Linked DNA regions of Mus musculus: region 2 is linked to region 1. A link is a contact called in public promoter capture Hi-C data. All regions are on one chromosome and are shown on one strand. The core of a region is the stretch at or near the end of the contact, and the rest is flanking DNA. Distances in the headings are between cores, read along the strand shown.

Region 1 (5,932 bases), core at 3,148-5,647:
TTTTGTTCTTTTGTGACATCTCCCTAGGAAATACTAGCCCAGATTGGAGTCACCCTGCCCCCATGAATTTCCTGTCTCTGCTCCTGAACCGAAGATTGCCACACATCAGACAAACCTAAACCTTGCCGCTTACCACGGTAACCCTATGATGGTGCTAGCATTGGGAGAGGCAGAGGAAGAACAGTTCTGAAGAAGGACCTCTGAGAGCCCTGAAATGGGGTGACCGTGTGTGTGAATAGAGAAGTAAATGGAAGGGACAAAGAGAAGTGACCCTTGCGGCTGAGAACCAGGTGAGAGCAACCTAGAAACAAAGTATAGAGGACGTTAGCAAGGCTTGGCAGACTGCCATTGCCTTTTTGAGTAAAGACTTTGGTGTCAGGCTACTATATATGTTATCAGCCAATGAGAGGACAGAAACAAGACCTGCTGCTTGCCTGCTCCCCCTCTTCAGTGGTTTTCTTGTGCAAAGCCCAGACTAGCTCATCAACTTTTACAGGGGTAAGGAAATGGCAGCTTCAACTACATTTCAGCAGCATAGCTGGCACATCAAAGGAATGAGGAAGGCCAAGAGTCTTGATGCCTCAGAGAGGATAAAGAGATAACCGGGTTGAAATGAGGTGATGGGAAGAGTAGCGAAGCTAGGGAGGTGCAGTCACAAAGGGAGACCAGCAGTTTATAAGGGTCACACAGACATAGGTCGTTTCAACGCCCCAGGGGTGGCCATGGAGAGAGGAAGGAAAGGGAAGTAGAGATGAACTATCACTGCGGTGTTAGACCTCCCTGGCCCAAGGATCAGTTCTCCAAAGTTCTTCATCTTTTCTGTTGTCTGTGTATCCATAACACAGTGACTGGCATCCAACAAGCATAGCATTACAGAGTGTGGGAGGCACCACAGTTTGCTGTGGGGTGGTCGGTTCAATCTCAGTGGAGTGTAGGGTCTCGTGGAGGATGAAATAGTCGTCGATTAAATGATTAGACAAACACAGGTAAAATGGTAAGAGTGAAATGTGCTCCCAAGTTTGCATAGGATCAGATGGTGTCCTGAGACCCTGCCTCTGACTGAGAGATAAGAGGTCCCTGGGAAGTGTGGTTCAAGTGGGACCTGGAAGATGGGCTGGTCAGGGGAGATGTTTAGGAAGAGTAAGCTAGAGAGTGGGGACACTGTGGATTTGTAGAGAGAAGACCATCATAGTGTGAAGACCATGGTGGCCAGAGTGCAGAGATCAAGGTGAGAAAAGGCTTTGCTTCTGTGGTCCTTCCTAGAGGGAGGCTGGGAATGCACAGTGACTATTCCCCACCTTTCTGGCTGAGACCTGACTTTATTCAGATGACAGTAGAAAGAACCAGGCTAGGTCTAAGCCAATGAGATTCCATTTCCTCTTGGTTCAGAGACTGGCCTTAAGGTGACATGACCAGCCCAATCAGATGTAACAGGAAATCTTCCTCCAATATTGTAGGAAAACTGTTCCTTCCTGATGTAGAAAGGACTTGCAGGGATACTCATTTCCCACACATCCCTTCCCTGGGACTTGTATGCTGTTTTGTGAAAACATGTTACAATGGCAGACAGCTCTGACCTAAACAATCAGAGCTACAAAGCCAGTGTTAGAATATCACCAAGTGACTCTTGACTGCTTTGCTCAGACATTCAGCATGATGTCTGACAAATAAGGTATAGGCCACTCTGATTTTTCTCATAAATGTGCAGGTAGAAACAGTACAACTCATAATGCCCATCAGTTTGGTCACGAGACTCATAAGGTCATAAAAGCACTTCATCTTGCCAGTTGTCTTCACATTAGGACATCACCAAATGGGACAGATGAATTTTGCACTGGTTTCATTTTTACACTATCTCTAGGACACGGTGTGTAAAGCCTTTTCTCATCTTACCTCTTTTAGTTATCTGGTATAGAATAGAGACGCAGTAAAGATGGCCCACAGTGTGGTTGATGTCACTACTTATTGGTGGCATCAACAGGGATGTTTTCTCCGCAGGGACATTGAGCATACACGTGTCTTGTCAGCTTGCATACTGGTGAGCCCTTGGCTTTGGATCAAGGGCAGAATCACACTGTGGCCTGAATGGGTACTGGGAGTGCTTTGAACCAGGACAGAAACGGGACCATGAGAACCACAGATCTGGCAACCTGCCTGGTTAGCCTTACCAGTCGGTAGCAGAGCAGGTCAAAAGCTGAGAGAAACTGGTCCCAACATAGATCTCACAGATTTCGGGCTACAGAAGAGCACATGCCAGCCATAAGGTCACCATAGGCTGGAGTTTCATTTCTGTCACTGGCTGTGTGGCCTTTAGCAAACTATTTCTTCTCTAAATTACAGTTCCCTCTTTTTGAAATTAAGAGGGTTAGGACTAAATGATATTCTGGGTGAATTAAATCCCTCCCCGTAAACACTAGATATTTCCATTTAGTACATGCTGCTGAGCTCTGTTTTGGTGAAGGAGGAACAGGAAGAGTAATTTTGTGACAGAGGCCTGTCTGTCGTGCATTTAGCAGATTAGTTGTCTGAAATTTCAAAGACGCTGCTTACTTGCAAAGGTATTTGACTGGCAGCCTTGCCTGTGTTGTTGGTAATGATTAATAAGGAAAAACACCACACTTCTGTCTTCTGGCATGTTTCCGGCTATCTCACAAGGTTAGTATTTGATGCCAGAGGCAGATTTCATTTTCATTTTCTACATTGCATCTATAGTACAAGTAGCTTTTCTTAGGTACTTATGGGATATACTAAGCAACTTCCCAGAAAAAAAATACTATTACTGGAGAATAAGAACAAATGTGGGAACATGGTGGGATAGGTAGATGGACAAGCAGACAGACAGAAGATGGAAAGATCATGGGTCTGTCATCTGTTTTATTGTTTTAAAGGAATAAAAATCATAAAGTAATTTCCTCTTCCTCTGTTGGTTAGGAATTGTTACCACAGTGACAGGCTATCCATAGCTCTGCAGTTCACAGTGGAGACCAGCACAGCTGTTGAAGAACTACTTAAGACACTAACTAGTAACATCTGCACAAAGACCGGCTGTGAAGCCACAGAGAGTTTCCAGGTCTAAGGTATTGACTGTATATCAGGAAATATATTTCAAGAAATGGTTTCTCCTAAAACAAACAAAGCAAGTTCTGTGCAGCAGGGGGACAAATTGATTCTGCATGACTGGAGCCCAGAAGAGTTGCCAAAAGGAGAACCAACAAGGCCTGCCTCCTCTGTGTGGTGCAGAAGTAAACAATGGAGGAAGAGCCCTTGCCAAAGGCTAACCAGTACTGTGTACTCCGCTTTTCATGGGGAGCCTTATGCTTTAGGGAAGGTTCTGTAAAGTCAGGATTATCCATCCAAAGGTGGGCATAGTGGCACACTCCTGTAATCCCAGGACTCAGTAGGCTGAGACCGGGAACGCTGTGAGTTCAAGACCAGCCTTGTCTACCAAATAAGTTCTAGGCTAACCTCAGAAACAAAGAGACTTTGTTTCAAAGAAAAAAGAAAGAAGAGAGAGACAGAGACAGAGAGATAGATAGAGACAGAGACAGAGAGAGACAGAGAATTATCCATCCTATTATGCTGATGACTAATGATATCAAAGTCTGAAAGACTACAATGTTAATGAATATGTGGCAAAGCTGATAGAAGCTGAGCTACCTCAGCACTAGGAACAAAGGTAAAAGACTATGTCCTTTTGTTTCTAGAGGTAACAAGATGTAACAATGTAACAGTGATGTAACTCATTAGCACTCTGCCATCTCGTCTACCTATAATATGAGTTTAAAAATACACGCAAACCCCTTAGCTGGCCAATACTACTGCACTGGTCAAATGGCAACTGTTTGTGTATGTTTCTTGCTTTGAAGGGGCCATGTGCTGGACAGCATGCCTAGTCCCTCCCTCCACCAAAGAAACTGCTCCATCATGAATGAATTTGCCAATATTCCTGGAAGCTACTCGAAGGAATGAATGTATTAGAGAAGCCGGGCTTTTGTTTCCTAGTTGGGTACAAAGCAATTCTTCCTAAGGAAGATGTGTTGGTGAGATATGGCTGGGTGGGAAGCAGAGAATTGTTTCAGTGGTAGTCACTGCAGAAGGTCAAGGCTAGGTTAGCATTGTCCTCAATAAGAGTCATTGTTCCTATGGTCCAAAGTCTTGCAGGAATTTTTAAATTTTATTTGCTTTTTTTTTTTTTTTTAAACCAGTTACCTGGAACATCAGGTGTAATGCTGTGCCAAGCCACAAGAAGAATGAAAGCCCAGGACTTCCCCTTAGGCCCCAGTTTCCATTTGTATTGGGGACAAAAGTAAAATCTTCCCAAGGCATGTTGAGAACTTCCTGCTGGTTCACATTTCAAACAGAGCCGGTACTTAATCCACCCTCACACCAGAGCTCACAGTAAGCAGGAGGAGCTCTGGAGCCACACGGTGCAGGTGCAGAGAACTACCTGGTGACCTGGTAAGTACTCGCGGACTGTGACAGAGAGTCTGGAGTCCCAAGGTTGTGGTGATCCGGGAGCTTGTTAACGATTGAGCAATTGCCAATTGGGAAACTGGAAATTTTCCAATTGAGCAGTCTTGCTATTTTAGGCTTTTTCTTTCTAATCTTCTAAGGCTGTAGAACCAGAGGGAAATGGGACCGACCTCTTGGCATCAGACCTATGAACTTCCAACTGGCATGACAATAACAGGCCAGGGTACAAATGTGAGCTCTTCCAGAGTGAGATGGAAGAGCTAAACAGATGGGGAAGGGGGGGCATGGGGCGTGTCTGCTTATTCGGGGCCAGTGACAAGAACTATAAGAAAAACTGGAAAGAGATCGCATCCTCTGTTCCCTGTCTGTCTGTCTGCCTGCCTGCCTGACTGTCTGTCTGTCTGTCATCCATCTGTCATCTCTGTCTGCCTGCCTACCTGTCTGTCTGTCAGTCATCCACCCATCATGTCTGTCTGTCTGTCTGTCTGTCTGTTTTTGAGACAGGGTCTCACAAAGGAGCCCCGGCTGGCCTAGAACTCACAGATATCTTCTAGCCCCTACCCATCAAGTGCTGGGATTAAAGCCATGTACCACTATGCCACACACATTCTCCTTTGTTGAACGGGCAGGAAGTACCACTATCCTGAAAAAGACTGACTTTCAAGTTAGAATCTGGTTCGTGTTCTGAATCCTTAATTCTGTAGAGACTAGTTGCTTAATCTCTCTAATGGCTGTTTCCTTGTCTGTGACTGGATGGTACAGAATTGTAAAAATAATTTAAACTCTAGGTGCACGGCAGGATGTAGTATGCATACCATAAATGCTAGCTATTATTGACCCTCAAATATTATTTGAGACAGAGAGGACCTGGTAACCAGCATTCTCGGGAACAGAAAAGTAGTCCCCATAGGCAACACTGGAGTCCTTTGTGGGCATCATGAGGCTAGAGCTGCCCCCAAAGCACACTTTACCAGGCTTAGTGCGCTAGGAAAGTGGTGCCATTGGAAGGATCCGTGTGCATCCATGTGGAGCCCTGTGTGTTCTGCCTGGGGAGCTAGATACACTTCACCTTGCTCTTTCTCTCTCACGTGCAGGTCTCCATTTGTGAAATAAGCCCCTTCAGTACAGGCTAGTTCTGAGACCCAAAAGTCACAGCGTATTACACAGCTGTGTAAATACCATTGGTGGTGCTCAGGGTCAGGCGTGCCTACAGTCTCCTTGGCACCAGTCAGAGCTCTGGTGCTGGGGAAGGATCAAGCAGAGTTTCTGTACAAACTGTAAAGCAGCAGATGTTCTCAAACCGGTGCTATCAGGAAGATTTTAGCCCTCCCCTAACAAACTATAAAGGCTTTAAAAACAGTTAAGTATTTTATCAGGAACTTCCTTTTTTTTTTTTTTAACAAAGAACAGTCTTATGTGGGTTCTCTGCACCATTACATGCTGGGCTAAATGCTGTATA
Region 2 (6,128 bases), core at 2,624-5,123, 500 kb after region 1:
CCACGTCACAGTATGCTCAAGTGCCCTCTTCATGAAGCCACGGATGACCAGCTACACTCAGCTCTCTCGCCAGCTCCATCAGCCCTGCTCCCCTGGTTCCTTTCTGTCCAAGCCAGTTGTCCTGAGCCATATCAGGGCAGACATAAGCCCTTTTTGGTCAAGAGTCAGGCTTGGTGTATTTGGGCACCGACAAGTTACTTTTCACGGCACTGTGGGAAAATGCGTACAACTTAGGGAGGGAAGGGTTTGCTCTGAGGGGATAGTCACAGCAGGAAAGGCAAGGGTGGCAGGAACGTGAGGTCACTGGTCACATGGCATCGGGGTTGGAGCTTGGTATTCTGCTCGCCTCTTTTTCATTCCGTCTGGGACCCCAGCCTATTGGGCAGTGCCATTCAACATGTAGGGTGGGTCTTCTTAACCCAGTTTAACTGCTCTGGAAACAGCCAGATAGGCACACAGAGGGCTGTTGCTATGGTGATTCCAAGTTTCATTAGGGTGGCAAGGAAGATCACAGATAATCTAGCAAGATGCCAAGGACCCAAGAGGCGGCCAGCCTTCCTCCCAGGACATCTTTCAGGGCTTTGACTACAAGTTCTTGGGAATAACAATCAACAGAGGCAAGGCTCCAAATTGCGCCAACCCCAGTGACATTCTTCAACCCCCAGGGCTCAGAAGGGCAGGCCAGCCCTCAGAGGAATGTGGCTGATCCATTGAGGCTCGGGGACCCTGCTCATCACATTTCCCTTCGCCCCCAGCGTCCCCCACGTTTTCATTTAGATTTCTTCCTTGTCCTTTGGTGGATGAAGGGGAAATAAGAAGATAGTTCATTCTGGAAACTGTAGGCCCTTGTGTGGGCTTTTCCATCTTGGCTCTGTTAAAGTTCAGGGTTGTCTGCTCGGGGTGGTAAGCCATCAATAAGGTTCTTGTTTGGGACTTCAAGGCCCACGCAGAGCTAGACCGTGCAACTGCCCGATTCATCACCCTCCTCCTCAAAACCTCCCCACCCCCAGCTGTCCTCAGCCTGGGCAGTCACTAGGTCCCGAACTGAAAATGTCGCCAGCACACCATGCCGGCTGAGATTCACGGTCTCCTATGGTCTCAGGCCTGCTTTTATTTATACAGCTGCATTAGCCGAAGAGCCATGATTCAGTCCGATTTTCCTTTCAAACACCAGACTAAGCAGACCTGTTCTTTATAAAAACTATATTCCAGAAAGATGTGCGTGCATTCTCTTCCTGACTCCCAGAAGACGCCGGAGACCAAGCCACCAGGTGCAGCATCCTTGAGAATGTAATTGCTGGGGCCAGGGGAGTCAGGGATGCTGGGAAGGATTCCCTGAGAAGCTACAGTGTCACACAGAGGTGACTGTGGAGCTGCAGATACGTACTGTGAGAAAAGAACCCTCAGGTTCACAGGATGGGCCCCCAGAGAAAATACCCCTTCACTCACTTGAGAAGAGAAACTGAGGTCTGTTTTCAAAAGTGCCAGGAATGAACCTACTGTGTGCCCATTAACAGGAAGTGGGACTCCTTTCTTTCTTCCATATAGTGTAAACACACACACACACACACACACTTTCTTCCATATAGTGTAGACACACACACAGACACACACACACACTTTCTTTCATATAATGTACACACACACATGTACATACACACACACATACATGCACATATACACACACATCCACACTTTCTTCCATATAGTATATACATATACACAGACATTCACATACATACACACACATACATACACACATACACATTTTCTTTCCTATAGTGTACACACACACACACACACACACACACATGCCCCATCTTGACAGTTTCACAGTTTACAAACCTCTGGCGTGAAGTATACAATGTTGTTATACAACTATCGCTATCTAGTTCCGCAATGTTTACTGTAATATCCCCAGTGGAATCCCACTCTGCAGTCATTTCTCTCTCCCTCCTTCCCCCAGCCCGATACTAAACCCTTCCAGTTCTGTGGTTGGCCTGTCCTGGATATAGTGTATGAATGGGATCAGATAACATGTGGCCTCCTGTCTGCCTTCTTCCACATAGCATTATGGCTTCAAGGTTGTGTGTTGTGGCAGGCATAAATACTGTTTTCTTCTTATGGAAGACATGATTCCATTCTGTGGACTTACTGCATTCTGTACATCCATTCATTGCTGGTGAGGGGGTGTTGTTTATTATTATTATTATTATTATTATTATTATTATTATAGCAGAGATAGTTTCTAGAGATAAAGCTCGCCCTCCATTTTACTGTACCATGCTTGGCAAACAAACTTTGCAGCAGCGGCCACTAGCACAGTCAACATACATACAGCACACAGCCACCACTCAAGAATGAGTCTCAGAGGGAAACCTTCCTCTATGCCCAGAGCATGGGAACTGCTTGACCTTCAGAGCTCAATTCCTTCAACTTAACAAGCAACATCCATGATTCACAAGGACACACTGGAGATGTGGCTGTGCTGTGTGGTACTCAGAGTTGATGTGGAGACCTGGTTGGCTCTGTGTCCATCCCTCGCAGAGCTGCACACTCGGTAACGAATGCAGATTTCCTCCAAAGAGGAAGGCTGCTCTTCAGTCAAGGGAAGCTGAGAAGTCTGGCCCTTCTTCTCCTTGCTGTGTAGTGTTCCGTTTCATGGATGTCAGGCAACTTTTAAGGCTTGTCTGCTATACAAACCAGGAGGTTTCTAGATCTTCATACCAGTGAGTTGCCTCAAAGACACCTCACTGTTGATATTCAGTGAGTTCCCTGCCTTAAGCACAGTTACATTTTGTGACTCTGAAGCATTCACATCAAAGGCAGAGGACATGTGCCCTAGGGACTTTGAACCCTCCTTATGCCAGGGCTCACCTCTAGAGATGCACTCACGTGGTGGCTTGGGGCTTCGAGAAACTTTAAATGTTTCCCAGGTGAGTCTAAGGTTCCTGTGGGACCATATGACAGAATAAATGAGTTCACTAAAAGATAAACAATCTGCTTTTGCGAGCAGCCTTTTTACTTCATAAAAATATTTATGCACAACCCTTTCAAACTGCGCAAGTCAATTCTGATTTACATATGGAACTTTGTAGATCCACACTTGTTACATGAACTCAGATGCACTTGGAAATATTTTTCTTCTTCCTTTTGGAAAAAGGAAAATATTACAGAAGGATGTAGTAAGACAAGGAATAAAGATATTTCTCTATTTACATACTGCCCGGCTCAGCTCTCTATCCTGCTGGGCAAGTGGAAGCTTAATCCTGCGGATGAGCACCCCCAAGGTTTCACAGAGGGCCTCTCAGCGGACTTGGACCCAAGGGGACTGGGTCAGAGTGTAAATAGCTTTCTCCAGTGTAAATATCCTAGAAGTCATTCATTATCTCAGGCTCCAAGAAGAGGCTGAGGGGCGAAGGGTTTTACTAGCAGTGAATGCTCTGTTCTCCACTGGGCTGACCTTCTAGAGTCACATGACCATCGTTTTTTGCAAGCTCTGTTTTTTCTCACCTATCTTTTGGGTCTCATCACTGAAAACACTTTCCTTATGGCTCACCCTTGGAGTTCCCGGATTAGCTGAGCGAGCATGGGGGAGGAGGACACAAGACAGATGCTTGCTGCTGGCTCCCAGTACTGGAGAAACAACTGGAGTTGCTCACAGCTGACCTCTCAAATGGAATAGACCTCCCTTATGAGCAGAGTCCCAACCCCATCCAAGGAGCCAGCTAGAATGCCCAACTCCAAAGACTGGGCTCTGCAGAGACTGTTACCTTCATGGTAACAACTGAAGACACCACACCAAACACATAGAGGCAGAAAGAACTCTGAGTCTGCTACCATAGTGCCTTACAGCATACCCAGTCACCCAGCCCTGCCAGCACAGGCTATCTGGTGACTCACTCTATTTTTCTATTTGCCCCATGAATAGAGAGGCCCTGGAAGCTCTGTATGGGCAGGGACCACATATGTTCAGGGTTGGCGTCCACCACCATGCCAAAACAGGTCTTTTGGAAAAGTCAGAAAACAACTGTTGAACACCATGCTGACAGATGGACAGACAGACAGACAGACAGACACACTCCTCCTAATAAACGAAGTTAGATGGGTTCTTTCAGTAGCCCAGGCAAAGACTTTCCAGTCTCTGGCCATAATTCCAGTCCTTGCCTGGAATGAGCAGGCAGGGGCCTGCCCTGGTAGCTGGTGGCTTGGGAAGACACAAGTCATTTTCCTCCTAACATGGCAACCTGAGAGGACTTTCTAAAGGGTATAGAGGAAACCAGGCCAAGCAGAGCTCCACACTCCCTCCTCAAACTCTATAGCCACTCAAGGGCACACAAGAGCAAGCGCAGGACACTCCAGGTCTCTGTGACCTTCAGGGCCAGGCCAGACCAAGAGGCTTTGGGACTAGAAGGTCTTTGTTCCTTCCCCAGTGGGGACATTCCTGAGATGCACTCCACCAGACAAGTGGAGTCTTTCAGAGATTTTTGGGGGTGGGGGAGGGTTAGGGCTAGGGGAAGGGGAGTGGCAGGGGAGGCACAGAGGTTTGGCTGGGTGTCCCTCCACAGGACAAAACACAAAACAGTCACACCTCGGTCTCAGAGCACGGTGGCTGGGTGTCAGCAAAGTCTGGGGAATATTGTGTGGAAGCCAAGCTGGAAAATGATCAGAAAAGCTGTTATCTCTCGGTGGAAGAGTTACAGGCGATCTGTCTGTCCTTCCTTCTGCCCTCGCCTGTTCCTCAACACGGGGTGCGTGCAGAGAACAGAAAACCTCAGTAGCCACTGTGTTTTCTATTTGATCTGTAAAGTCCACCTTGCCCCTGTTCACTTGAGTTAGAGAGAAGGACATACGCCAAAGAGAGGGAAAGAAAAGACAGAAAAGATGCCAACAGCATCCTAACTTAGTGCCCCTCCCCAGAATTCAGCCAAAAGTAATTTGAAGCCACTGAGTTCCATGCTACTTAGGACTCCACTACCAAATCAAGGTCAGATCCAGAAACTCAACTGCCCTGCCATGGAGTCAGCCCGACAGGAGGCACTGGTCTCCATCTCCCTCCCTGAGCTCCCATTCAGCGTCCAAAGACCCCAGAGCAAAAGTACTTCCTTCAGGTGCCAAGGAAGCCAGGCAGAGAAACAGGCTTCCTGGGTCCCCAGCGGCTTTGTCAGGCCTGACCTGCGGTGGCCATTGGAACCTGGAGTGTTTCTCATGCTTCACCAGATGGTGGAGTGCCCTGGAAGCCAGCTCCCCAACTTCTGAGCACCCGGTCTTGAAGGGCTTACCCCTACCGTGCTTTGACCTCCATGTCTGTAAGGTAGTGTTGGTGAGAAATGCCCACCACAAGACAGATCTGAGGAGTGGAAATGGCCCCACAGATGCTTACATCAAAGGCCACACATGGGCTGTGGGGTAAAAATCCTAATTCCATCTGTACAATGATATAAAAAACTCCCTACAGTCCTTTAATGTATTTATCATTTTTATGTATATATATATATATATAATGTGTGTGTGTGTGTGTGTGAGTGTGTGTGTATGTGTGTGAGTGTGTGTGTGTATGTGTGTGAGTGTGTGTGTGAGTGTGTGTGTGTATATGTGTGAGTGTGTATGTGTGTGTGAGTGTGTGTGTGTATAAGAAAAGGTGTGGAGCCTCTAGAGCTGAGTTTTGGATGGTTGTGAGCTGCCTCACACAGGGGCTTGGAGCTGAACCCTGGTTCTCCACTGAGCCATCTCATCCTCCAGCCCCCTCCCAACACTGCTTTAAACACACACACATGTGCATTATAATTTCAATAGAGCAGCTTTCAAAAGCTGACTGGTGATGGCCCCCATTTGATACTGCAGGACTACCAAACCATCCTGGCAGAGGGCAGTAAGGACAGTGTGGGAAGATTTGGGGTTAAGCCCTCCCTGAAAGCCCCCTTCCCAGAAACTCGCAGTTCAGAGGATAGACAAATATTTTCGAAGCTTCCTGTGGCTCAGGACAGGTTTCAATGGGTTAAAACTAAAAGTGGGGGTGGGAAGTTGGGTGGAGAGGTTGCACTGCGGTTAGAGCTACTTTTTGCAGAGGACCTGGGTGTGGTTCCCAGTGCCCACATGATAGTTCACAACTATAGTTTATAACTCTA

The links. Promoter capture Hi-C pulls out the DNA fragments that hold promoters and counts their contacts.
Region 2: a contact with region 1 is called in a promoter capture Hi-C map of the C10 cell line. The contact joins the enhancer-like site here to the promoter of Plekhs1 in region 1. A contact is called at or near these places in 4 of 39 promoter capture datasets (the C10 cell line, cranial neural crest, liver and 1 more) and 1 of 115 datasets of contacts at active chromatin or transcription factors (pancreatic cancer cells).

Annotation. Positions count from the first base shown.
Region 1 is chr19:56,457,240-56,463,171 of GRCm38.p6, forward strand. It overlaps Plekhs1 (pleckstrin homology domain containing, family S member 1), which reads left to right and starts at 4,398. Exons shown (of 13, transcript NM_001164263.1): 1 at 4,398-4,458.
Region 2 is chr19:56,955,343-56,961,470 of GRCm38.p6, forward strand. The region is part of intron 1 of Afap1l2 (actin filament associated protein 1-like 2); the gene reads right to left. Among named protein-coding and RNA genes, the nearest start is that of Gm38597, 19 kb to the right of the region's middle. Within about 2 kb of position 3,874, at least 27 of the 459 cell types and tissues checked have an H3K27ac peak or open chromatin away from gene starts, as enhancers often do.